Linked DNA regions of Mus musculus: regions 2, 3 and 4 are each linked to region 1. A link is a contact called in public promoter capture Hi-C data. All regions are on one chromosome and are shown on one strand. Each heading gives the region's core, a stretch centred on a gene start, on an enhancer-like site or on the middle of the called end of the contact. The rest is flanking DNA. Distances are from core to core; before and after follow the strand shown.

Region 1 (2,700 bases), core at 72-2,571:
TGTTCTTCAGCACTGTTTTCTTCCTTCTTTCTCTTCAACTCTTGCCTGTCTTCCATTTCCTTATAGTACTTGAGAGCAGCCCCATCAAAATCAGGCTCATCAGTCAGGGCAACAGCAGCAGCCTGCTTTACAGACTTGGGCTTGGTTTTGGTTAATTTTGCTTTTGGAGTCATTTCTTTCTTTACAGCACCATCCTTGGCTGTGAGGAGGTGACGGATTTCAGAGGACAGTTTCTGATCCACAACCGACAGCTTGTTGATCAGATTTCTGTAGGTAACAAGCCTTTCTATAACAGGATGTCCATGTGCAGGGACTCTCCGGGCTTTTAAGATCAAATAAAAGCTAATGTTGGCGCAATAGTTCAAGTAGAGATTATACTTAGTCTTCAGGTATTCGCTTCCTCTTCCAGTTGGAATGACCCCTTTCTCCACCAACTGTAACAAGGGTTCTAACTCATCCTTCACCTCTGTCAACTTGGCTTGGAGGTCTTCTATGAGCTCTAAGAGCTCTGGTGATTCTTTCTTCAACATTTTCAGCTTCTCTTTTACCGAGACTTTAGCCAAATCCTTCACAACCCTTGTCTCAGCTTCGTCTACCTGGGGCACCGGCTTTGCAAAGGCCTCCACCCAAGCGACTCCAAAATCATCCTCTTGCAGGGCTTGGGCCAAGCGCCGCTGAATTATCTGTGCCTCCTCCTCTTCTTCTCTTTCCTCCTCTTCTACTTCTTGCTGACTCTGACGGCCTCGGGATTTGGAACCATAGTCCGTATCGTAATAAAGCTTTTTTCTCTGACCCCAGGACAAGCTAGGGTCCACAGAGGCCTCAGCCTCACTCTGCACGGAGCTTCCGCCGTCATCATCCTCTCCAACCTCCTCCTCCTCCGAACTCTCTCCATCTTCGTCATCTCCATCATCAATATCTAGAGGTAGCACCTCTTCCTCCTCATCGCCATCCTCCTCCCCACTCTCGACTTCGTTCCAGCCCTTGGCCAGGACTGCCCGAGATCGCGCTTCATGGAACTCATCTACCTGGTCTTGGTAGTAGCTGGAGTCCCCTGGAGAGGGCGGCAACCCCAAGTCGTCCTCATTTTCGTCCGTGGCGGTGAGACCTGCCTGGGCCCGCACGGCGGCCCACTGAGCCGCTCCACGCCGCCGTGATTTCTTCACCATGGCTCACCAGCGGTCCCGGGTTCCCAAGCGACGCCGCGATTTCCGCCACTTCTGACCTCCGCCCAGAATGATGCCGGCAAGCGGAGGCTTTCAGCACCAGCACGCTCCGCGAACCCAAGTCGGTGACCACCGGAGCAGAGAGTCTGGGAAAGGCCTGTTTCCTTCCGCTCCCAGGGTGCTCTCCGCGCAGCGCGCGCGCCTAAACTTCCGCTCCCCCCCCCCCCCCCAGCGTAATCCCGCCGCCGTGTCTTTTTAAAAACCAGTCGGTTCCGGCGAATGAAAACTTCCGGGTAGGAACGCTAGGCCAAGGATATTTCCGTTCCGCGGATCCTTTTGTGGCTACTTCCGAGCTCTCTCTCTCTCTGGTGACTTCCGGCGTGAAGCCGGAATCCCGCCAGGGACGCCGCGAGACAGCCCGCGGCCGACAGAGGGCGCGGGGCATCTACGTTCCCACGCGTCGGCAGGGCGCCCACTGGGCCACGCTAGATAGTTGCCCAGCTCACGGTTTCGTGTTCTCCGTTTGCCAGAGTGGAAGTTAGTCAGGGTTTTGTTTGTGTTTTGTTTAGTTTTGTTTTTTGTCTGTCTTGACTTCTGAAGCCGGGACTCGCCATGTTGTCAGCCTCAGCCTCCCGGATTGGTGCTTTTCTCTGTTTTTGCCTGGGAGTTGCTACCGTAGGCGCCGCGTTTCCGGGCCCCGCGCGGCGAGTCTCTGCTTTTAGGCGACCCGAGAGAGGACTTCGGGGTTTTTTGGGGACGATGTAACCGGGAAGAGTAAAAGACGCGCGGTGTCCTTCTACTGGAATAGCTTCGCTTTTCTAGACGTTCTGGAAAACTGTGAGGCTGTCAGCCGCGGACAGCCTCCTATGTATAGAATTGGGTTGCAACATTTAATGATTATTCATTGTTGTGTTCTTCAACATTGATCAAGCACCAAACTTCCGTGGCAGCGTTTTAGGCAGAGATGGGGGGGGGGAGGGGAGGGGAGAATAAAGGAAGGAAATGAGCAAAATAGATTTAACAAGGGAGGGAGGGGAGAGGAGAGAGGAGAATGAAGGAAGGAAATGAGCAAAATAGATTTAACAAGGGAGGGGAGGAGAAGAGAAAGAAGAGGGAGAGGGGAGAGAGGGAGAAGGGGAGAAGAAGTGGGGAGGAGGAAAGAGGAGGGAAGAGGAAGAAGAGGAAAAGGAAAAGAGATAAAGGCCAAAATAGGAGACCTTGTGGTTTAGGAGGGCGCACGGGTACACCAAACAGAAAACTCAGTCAAATGGGAGAAGTGACATATGGGTCTAAGAGAATCGAACTGGTGTCAAGCTTAGTAGACAGGGCTACCACCTAAGCTATCTCAAATGTATGACCTTTTATGTCAGCTTCCTTATTTAAAAGGATATACAAAGTCGTGATTATGCATACCACATGGGGTCTTGTCTTTTTTTTCTTTTTTTTTTTTTTCCATTTTTTATTAGGTATTTAGCTCATTTACATTTCCAATGCTATACCAAAAGTCCCCCTTACCCACCCACCCCCACTCCCC
Region 2 (2,700 bases), core at 162-2,661, 2.5 Mb after region 1:
TAAACAGCTGAAGGATCTTGGTAATAGACCCAGTTACTATAAACACTTTGGGAAGAGAATCAGAGAAAGACCAAATCTAAATTACCACCTAGAAATTTACTTCTAGGTGTTGCACACTTCTGGTGAAGTAAAAACCTTGTAGACCTGTGAAGACTCAATAACAGCAGCAGCAACAACAACAACATTTGAATATAGTTTGCCAATTTACTATTTTAAATTTGCAAATTTAACAGCCACGGCAAGAGTCACAATCTGACTTTCAAATGGCAAATGAGCTTACAAGTAGAGTATTTTCACATTTAGAACTTTTCCATGACTGTTATCGACTCCTCTGAACCTTGCCTTATCATTTTCATTGAACACCCACTGCTACTTCTGAAAACATTTAAAACCTTGCTAACTTCAGTCAATATGAAAATGCCATACCTACACTAGTGGCTTCTTTACTTCTTTAGTAACATAATTTCATAATTTCGTACTTCCTTAATCAATTTTATGTTGTCCACAATTACAACTTTAAAGGCAAATACACTTTTATAACTGTAGTTTAAGATTTTACATAAAAAGTATGTGAAATACTTCATGAGTTTTCTTAGAGCAAATGTACTTTTGAAAAAAAAAAACCCTAATGTGTTCACTAGTTACAATAACACCTTAAATATTCTTTTAAAATAAGCATTGTGAACAGTATTTTCAGATTGTGTAATGAAACAATATTAAGTCAATATCAAATTTTCACAATCTTATGGAAGTTTATCATTTCTTACAACGTGGTCATTATAAGGCTCATTGTAACCAGAGTAGAAGTAGGTTGTTATCTCTCATTAAATCCCCTCAACATCATGCGGTTCCTCACCACCGAAGCATAGCAGTCAGCTATGCTTATAAAACATATAAAACTCTCATCTTTAAAGCCAAAATCTTCTGGGATGCTTAAAAGACTCTTTTGGAAATTTCACTGCATTTTTAGATTATGGCTAAATATTAGAAACCTTACAATACATATGTGTGTGTGTGTGTGTGTGTGTGTGTGTGTGTAAAGCTGTGCATTAATTCAAAGTGAGAATCATTCTTCTAACTCAAGGAAGACAGTATAACCCAAACAGAAACGAGGAGGCTTCATCGCATCGTGTTGCCATGACATAAGTTTTATGATAAGTGCCAATGTTCAGGGTTACAATTATTGTCTACACACTTACCTGGTGATCAGACCGTTTGACCAGTAAAAATCCTTCAAAGTACAGGGGCAGAGCAGTGATCTTCAGTCTTTCCTGGAAGATCCTGCGAGGGGCAGGTTTCGGGGGCTTTTTCGCCATCATAGCCTTTGCTTTGGAGTTTGGCTTGCTTTCAGTTCTATCCAGCCTCAAAAAAACCGAAATCTCCGTAGTGTTGAGAGGAGAGGCAACTGTTCAAAGAGGAAGTCTCAACTCGCTTTTTAACCACCAACCCTTCCACCAACAGCACACACACACACACACACACACACACACACACACACACACACACACTTTCCCTCCTTCAGTTATTGTGAAGTAAAAAAGATCAGGCACAGACCAACTTTTAAAAGGCGTCTGCTGTGTAAACTTCATGTGCTTAGGTTGATGGTAACAAAATAAACAGCAGATTACCATCTCCTAATGATGAAAGGAGCAGGTGCGAGACTTTTGGAGCAACACCAACGACACACTTAGCTTTTCCAGCTTTCATTTTTGTTGATTGTTCTCTGCCTTTATTTCGAAGATATGTGACTTAAATAAACTGTATCCATTAAAAAAATTCTTCATTGAATATTTTTGTATTGATCCTATTGGCTATATATCCAATAGTGTTTTTTTTTTTTTTTTATTGAAAATATGGTCTCATTTTTGTAGCCGTGGATAGCCTGAAATTCTACTGTGTAGACCAGGCTGGTCTCAGACTCACAGAGGTCTACTTGCTTCTGCCTCCAAAGTGTTGGGCTTAAAGATTTATGTCATCATACCTAGCTGTTGCCAGAGAGCTTTAGAAGAGAAAGATGACTTACAGAAAAATACAGAAAAGAATATTTTTGATGTTTTGACATTTACTTTGTGTGTGTGTGTGTGTAGGGCTGTGCATGTGTGTGTGTGTGTTTGTGTGTGCTAATATTCAGGTAGGTTCAAGTGTGCACATGTTACAGTGCACATGTGGAACTTAGAGGACAATTTGTAGCAATCGGTTCTCTTCTAATATGTGGGGGCTCAAGCAACGAATTTGGTAGTATGTCCCTTAGTGTCCTGAGCCCAGAGAGAAATATTTATGTTAATTAAACATCTGCTTAATTTTGTCTTTTTACCATTTTAAAAAGTAAGCAATAAATAAATAAGTAAATGCACAAATAAATAAATTAATTAAATTAAATCTAGTTCATCAAACCAGGTAGACTCTTTTGGACTGTTGATTTGTAAATAACATTAATCCTCAATGTACCAAGAATCAAATATTTCTTCTTCAGTCATCTCCCCCAAACCTTATAGATTTCAAAATTTCATTCTTGGTCAGTCTGATCGATCCTCACAGATTCTGCGGTTCTTCCTTTCATTTTTTATTGAACACTATTTATTGCACTGGCAAGAAACCAAGCCCCTTCCCCAGCAAGTACCTTCTGCTCTAGGCCTTACACTTGCTCCTCGACGTCTCAAAGCCCTTGGCCCTCCTTCTGACAGCTCCTCCTGTGTGCTC
Region 3 (2,700 bases), core at 183-2,682, 2.4 Mb before region 1:
CATCACAGTTTGAAAGAAATAGTCTTCCAAAACAGACTGCACCTTTAATTCTAAGGTATCAGAGTTCAAACCCAAGGCCTGCCACCAGACCAAACTACAAATTGCAAGATGGGAAGTTTCTATGAATGGATGGATATCTATGTGTTTGTGGGTGTGGAGCATGTGGCTACAACCAAATACTGAGGTTGTAACTGTTGTTTCAGTAGGAATTAGGCAAGGAGCAAATGGGGAGATGGAGACATCGAACTGATGAAGGGACATTAATCAACTTATACACTAACAAAAAAATTACCATTATTCTAGAGGGAAGCACTAAAAACTTGAAATTCCAAGGATAATGATTTAAATAGGATACTCTTGGTAGACAACCCCTTCAAGTCTGGATTGCAAACAGAACCCTTACAAATCTGTTCTTCCAAGGGAGGAGAGCACTCTGGCTAAACAGCAAATCCCAACGCTGCTACTACAGGCCAACAGTGTACAGCAATAGAATTCCGAAGCTGTATCATTTACCACACATCCTCTTCTATAGACCTAGTCACTACAAACCATCTCCGAAGTTAAGACTACAGAAAGAACTTTAAATTTCAGTGACTCAAAACTAAGATCCAAATACGTATGATGGGGAGTTAATTTAAATCACACAGCACCTATGGGCACAGCCTCACTGTACTTTTCCTTGAGGACACAAAGTGACTATAAACCGTCAAGCGAGAGTCTCCAGCCACCTAAGAAGCACTGGAAGTTTACAAATGAGTTTTTCTGAACTCGAAGGCCCTGGGCAAGACACTATGCATTGCTGTTGTTCCATAGGTTGGATTCCCCAGCAGACAAGGGACGCTGCGGCAGCGTGGCCTGTTCCTGGGCACCACGGTGTCTTTTCATTGTCCCGGGCAGCAACCAAATCCGAAGGCTGCCAAGCGCCCTACAAGCGGAGAGGCCAGCCTGGACTGCATGCAGTTTAAGGAAACTGTAAGACATTCCGAGGTGGGAAAGATTACAGCAAGCCGGTGACAAAGGACTAAAGAAACAGAAACGCTGGACTACAGGTCTGCACAGCGCCTACTCCTCCTCGCACAAGAACAGTCTGAACAAAGCCGCGGCCCATTGCCTGAGCGCCTCGCACCGCGGCCACCCCGGGCCTCCGCAGGCCCCGCCGCCGCCCAGCGCGCGGCCCCTGCCCGCAGCTCCTACCTCCGGCCGCTGCTCCCGAAGCCGCGCCACGCGCGCTCGGCGACGCCCGGGGCTCGCACAGGCCCTCGGCCCAGACGGCCCCGGAGCAGCGAGAAGCCGCGGGCCCGCGTCGCCATGCCTCGCCGTCCGCCTCCGGGGGTCCCGCGGTCAGCTCAGCGACACGCCCGGGGCCCTCAGCAGGGTTCCGGGGCGCGGGGCGGGGCCGAGCCCCGAGAAGGCAGAGGCGGCACCGCTGGTGGCCGCGGGGTGGCGGGCGACTTGGCTCCAACCCGTGCACGCTGTCGCCACGGGAGCACAGGGAAGTCCTCGGCCGTTCTTGCAGGCAGCAAGGCCCCCTTGTGCCCCAGGCCCAGCTCTAGTCCCTGGTCTCGTTTCCATGGTTACAGGGAGGGCAGCTTGGAGCAGTAAAGTTGTTGCAGGTCTTTGCTTTTCACTCCCTGTGCGACCTTAAGATGCATTGAAAAAGAAACTCAAGGAGAGGAAGAAACAAAGATGTCCTTGGGATTTCTATCAGTCTTCAGCATCCTTGACACTTCCAGAAGATCCTAGAGTTTGTGGAACCTTAAAGCAGAGGGAGTTTGCAATGAGAAAGCAAAAATCATCTGCAAAGCTAACAGGAAATATTCCTCCCAAGGTCAAGCTGTGGCAGTGATGCGAGGGGCAAGAGCTGTTTAGACTACTGTCTGACTGAGGAAACTAGTTATGGAAAGTCCCAGATGTTAGAGAGCTTGTTCTGTGAAAAAACCATCAAGAACAGTGGTGCAATGTCTGTCTGGTAGAAGGCATTTAATCACAGAAAGAAAACATAGAAGAAAATCTTGGCATCGAGACTTTTTATGTAACACTTTATCATAGTGTATAAAAAAAATTTAAATTTCTGCTGTGGGGGAAAAATAAACCTGTTAAGAGAATGAAAAGGCAAGGAAAAAGTTTCGTTGAGGGGTGGGTGTTTGTAAAATACTTGTTGTGAACTTGTACCCCAAATATACAAGTGTAGTCTCCCCTCCCCCAGCCTGAAACCTGCTTGCTCAGGGGTGGAGCTTCCTGCTCATTCGTTCTGCCACGCCCACTGCTGGAACCTGAGGAGCCACACACGTGCACCTTTCTACTGGACCCGAGATTATTCGGCGGGAATCGGGTCCCCTCCCCCTTCCTTCATAACTAGTGTCGCAACAATAAAATTTGAGCCTTGATCAGAGTAACTGTCTTGGCTACATTCTTTTCTCTCGCCACCTAGCCCCTCTTCTCTTCCAGGTTTCCAAAATGCCTTTTCAGGCTAGAACCCAGGTTGTGGTCTGCTGGCCGGACACAACAATTGGTGAACCAACTCGGGACTGAGAAACGGCAAAGGATTTTTGGAAGAGACGCTGCTGGTTCGGAGCTCCATAAAATAAAGGATAAGGGAAATTCATACCGGAGAAGGTATGGGCTAAGCTGAGACAGCGTTAAACCCGAGCGCTGGTTCACTTAGGTTCAGCAGTGAGGAGCTGGGTAATAGGCGGTAGG
Region 4 (2,700 bases), core at 47-2,546, 3.0 Mb before region 1:
GGGTGGGGAGGCACATTTACAGGAACCCAGGCAATTCAAGAGGGGAAACACACGGACTAAAGCTTGAATCTCCAATCAGCTTGTACTAGGAGGCTTCGGGGCATTCTTGGATAAACAGACCGGACTACTCTCTTGGGTTACTCTCCCCCGCCCACCCTCAGACCCCGAGTATAGTCCCGAATCCATAGTCCTTATTGGGCTACGTTCTTCCTGGACAAAAACCTAGGTACCCAACTCCAGAAGGTGGTGCCTGGTTTCATCTCTGCAGCCCGCGGGTCGGCTTGGCTTGAATGCCCAAGGTCGTGGTTGCAAGTAGTCCCTAGACCCGGGTGAGATAGATAGACAGACCCGGATGGGGCAAAAGGGGGTGTGTATCCTACTTTTACCCAAGTTACTAGTTTCATACAGAGGGCCACAGTTTTGGAAGGCTCTTGGCCACAGTAGACCTGCAATCTTCAAACAATGATCATAAGCTTGACCCTAACCTGGGCCGCTGCCCCTGTGACTTGTTTGTGCCGCATCATCCCTGAGCCTAAGTAAAAGGGACGCCCGGAGTTCCAGAGACCTCTAAGTCCCAGAGCGCTAACCAGTCGGGTTGAGCGCACTCCATGATGAAGCCCTCCTAGCAGCAGCTTTGTCGGACCCCTGCCTGGCCTCTGTATCCCACGTCCGGACAAACCACTGGCAAGAAGTGATGTCTGGGGCTGTAGCAGGTGCTCCCCGGAGACCCCAGCAAAGGAGAAACCACAGAAACCTTTCCTCTCCGTGCGGAATTCTGTGTTCTAAGGCGCCAGCTAGCCGGCCACCTGTTTCACAGAGAACGAATTTGTGGGGGGCCCAGGATGCCACAGCAAAGACCCAGACGTCCCTCCCTTCCAGGACTGCCAAAACCGCACACCTCAAATCTAAGTGCGCACACCCCTGCAGACCTACCACCCTCCAGTGGTGGCTTATTTCTTGGTGTCGCCCCTCTTCCCATCAGCCGGACCCTGTGCTGCCTCCCCCATGCCCCGCTCTTCCTAGGACCGCGCCAAGTACCTGCGGTGAAGATGCAGAGGGCGATGAGCACCTTGCAGACCATATTACTCTGGTGCTCGGTACCGAGCTGGATGCGACTAGAGAAGAGTTTCCTGGGTCTGACCAAGTGCTTCGGGGCACCGGCAGCTCCTCTTCGGACCGGGTGGGCTACGGGAGGAGCGGGGACGCCAGGCGCGACGAGTCCAGGCAGCTTCGGTGTCTGGCGGCGCAAGGCGAAGTGGAGGTGGCGCGGAGAGTCAGCTGTGTGCCCTGCGGCGCCAGGCGCACTTCTGCTCCATCCCAGCTGCCTGAGCCCAGGGCCCGCCTGCGCCGTCGCCAAACCCCTCCCACCCGGCCCTCCTGCGAGGACAGGGCCACCCCCTGGCCTTCTCTCTCCTGGCGCACAGGTCCCAGGAGTCCCGGCCCAGAGCGGCCTCTGCTGGACAGCGGGAGCTAGACTTGAGCTTTTAGTGGATTCAGCCACAGCTCAGGGAGCTTTGCACTGTCCTGGAAGCTAAGGCAAAACAAAGTGTGAGTGGGTCCCTGCCGTTAGGTCGCTTATGAAAACTCCTTACCCTTAGAGAGGCGACCTCGAGGTCACCTCAGAGAATCAACACATTTCTTTCCAAGTATGGGATGAAGACCTTTTCCCTTCATTTCTGCAAACAGCCTTCTGTGTACATTAAACTCTCACCGCACTTCCTGGTGCCTATTCAACTTCCTAGCCAGAAGAAATACCACTATCAGGTGATATATATGATCCCCAGATAACTGAACCAGCCGTCTGATTAGTTACTATGCTAAAGTTCCTTCTACTAACCCAGAGACATAAACCTTACTATTTCCCAGGTAAGAAATCAAAGGCATTAGAAATTAAGGAATGTGTCATGTTCATATAGTTTGTAAGAATTGTTTGTACATCAGGCCTATGAAAACAATGTAATAATAATAATAAAATAAGTTTTATGTAATAATAATTAGTGCTAATAAACAATAATAACAGATAACAATAATTTCTGAGAAATGGCAATAGGCTATGTGTTGGACAATGTACATTCACATACTACCCAAGTCATTTACTTCCCGTAGTATCCTCATACAGGCAAGTATCCTCATTTTCTGGGTAGGAAGTAACTTTAAGTTTAAGTGCTTGCCCAGGCCTTATAGTTAGGGAAGGGTAATCAGATCTTTTTCACCGGGGGCTCCTTCTCCATATTGAATGCCTCCCCAAAGATCAGGGCTTCTCCAAAGTGGAGTCAGACCTGGCCTTTCATTTCATTCTTTTTGCGCCCCCTGCACCTCAGACATTCATAGTCCTCATACGGGCTGCATGCCACATCCTTCAGCTTGGTGCAGTCTGAACCTGGTGGCCCCTGGTCACTAGAGCTGACAGTTGTAAGAGAAAAGGGACCCTTCCTAAGGCATTGGAACATTTGGTGCCCTCAGCAGCTCTGCAGAACTGTTTTCCTGTCGTTTGGTGTGTCGTCTTCCATCTTGTAACAGGACCCGCTCTCTCTCAGCCTGGGTTCATCACTTTAGCAGCAGCCAGGCCAATTCTCAGCCTCACCTCGCCAGCACCACTCCCAGATCTTGGCAGTACTTTCGCAATAGACTACACTGGGCTCATAATTGTCCTTCTTCTCTATACATGTACTGATTCCTGTCGGTATAGGAAGCAAACGA

Evidence for each region. Promoter capture Hi-C pulls out the DNA fragments that hold promoters and counts their contacts.
Region 2: a promoter capture Hi-C map of pre-B cells shows a contact between it and region 1, with 11 times the contacts expected there. The contact joins the promoter of Stap1 here to the promoter of Utp3 in region 1. A contact is called at or near these places in 13 of 39 promoter capture datasets (the 3T3-L1 cell line, 3T3-L1-derived adipocytes, the C10 cell line and 10 more), 5 of 484 Hi-C or Micro-C datasets (B cells, LSK cells, myocytes and 2 more), 4 of 115 datasets of contacts at active chromatin or transcription factors (astrocytes, large pre-B cells, stem cell-derived neural progenitor cells and 1 more) and 2 of 9 other capture datasets (adipose tissue and liver).
Region 3: a contact with region 1 is called in a promoter capture Hi-C map of hippocampal neurons, with 5 times the contacts expected there. The contact joins the promoter of Mthfd2l here to the promoter of Utp3 in region 1. A contact is called at or near these places in 2 of 39 promoter capture datasets (the 3T3-L1 cell line and hippocampal neurons) and 1 of 115 datasets of contacts at active chromatin or transcription factors (astrocytes).
Region 4: a promoter capture Hi-C map of hippocampal neurons shows a contact between it and region 1, with 4 times the contacts expected there. The contact joins the promoter of Parm1 here to the promoter of Utp3 in region 1.

The regions. Positions count from the first base shown.
Region 1 is chr5:88,553,083-88,555,782 of GRCm38.p6, reverse strand. Utp3 (UTP3 small subunit processome component) reads right to left here and starts at 1,321. Exons shown (of 1, transcript NM_023054.2): 1 at 1-1,321. The coding sequence starts at 1,169.
Region 2 is chr5:86,070,457-86,073,156 of GRCm38.p6, reverse strand. Stap1 (signal transducing adaptor family member 1) reads right to left here and starts at 1,411. Exons shown (of 9, transcript NM_019992.4): 1 at 1,200-1,411. The coding sequence starts at 1,319.
Region 3 is chr5:90,929,928-90,932,627 of GRCm38.p6, reverse strand. Mthfd2l (methylenetetrahydrofolate dehydrogenase (NADP+ dependent) 2-like) reads right to left here and starts at 1,432. Exons shown (of 8, transcript NM_026788.1): 1 at 1,195-1,432. The coding sequence starts at 1,310.
Region 4 is chr5:91,516,296-91,518,995 of GRCm38.p6, reverse strand. Parm1 (prostate androgen-regulated mucin-like protein 1) reads right to left here and starts at 1,296. Exons shown (of 4, transcript NM_145562.2): 1 at 1,039-1,296. The coding sequence starts at 1,081.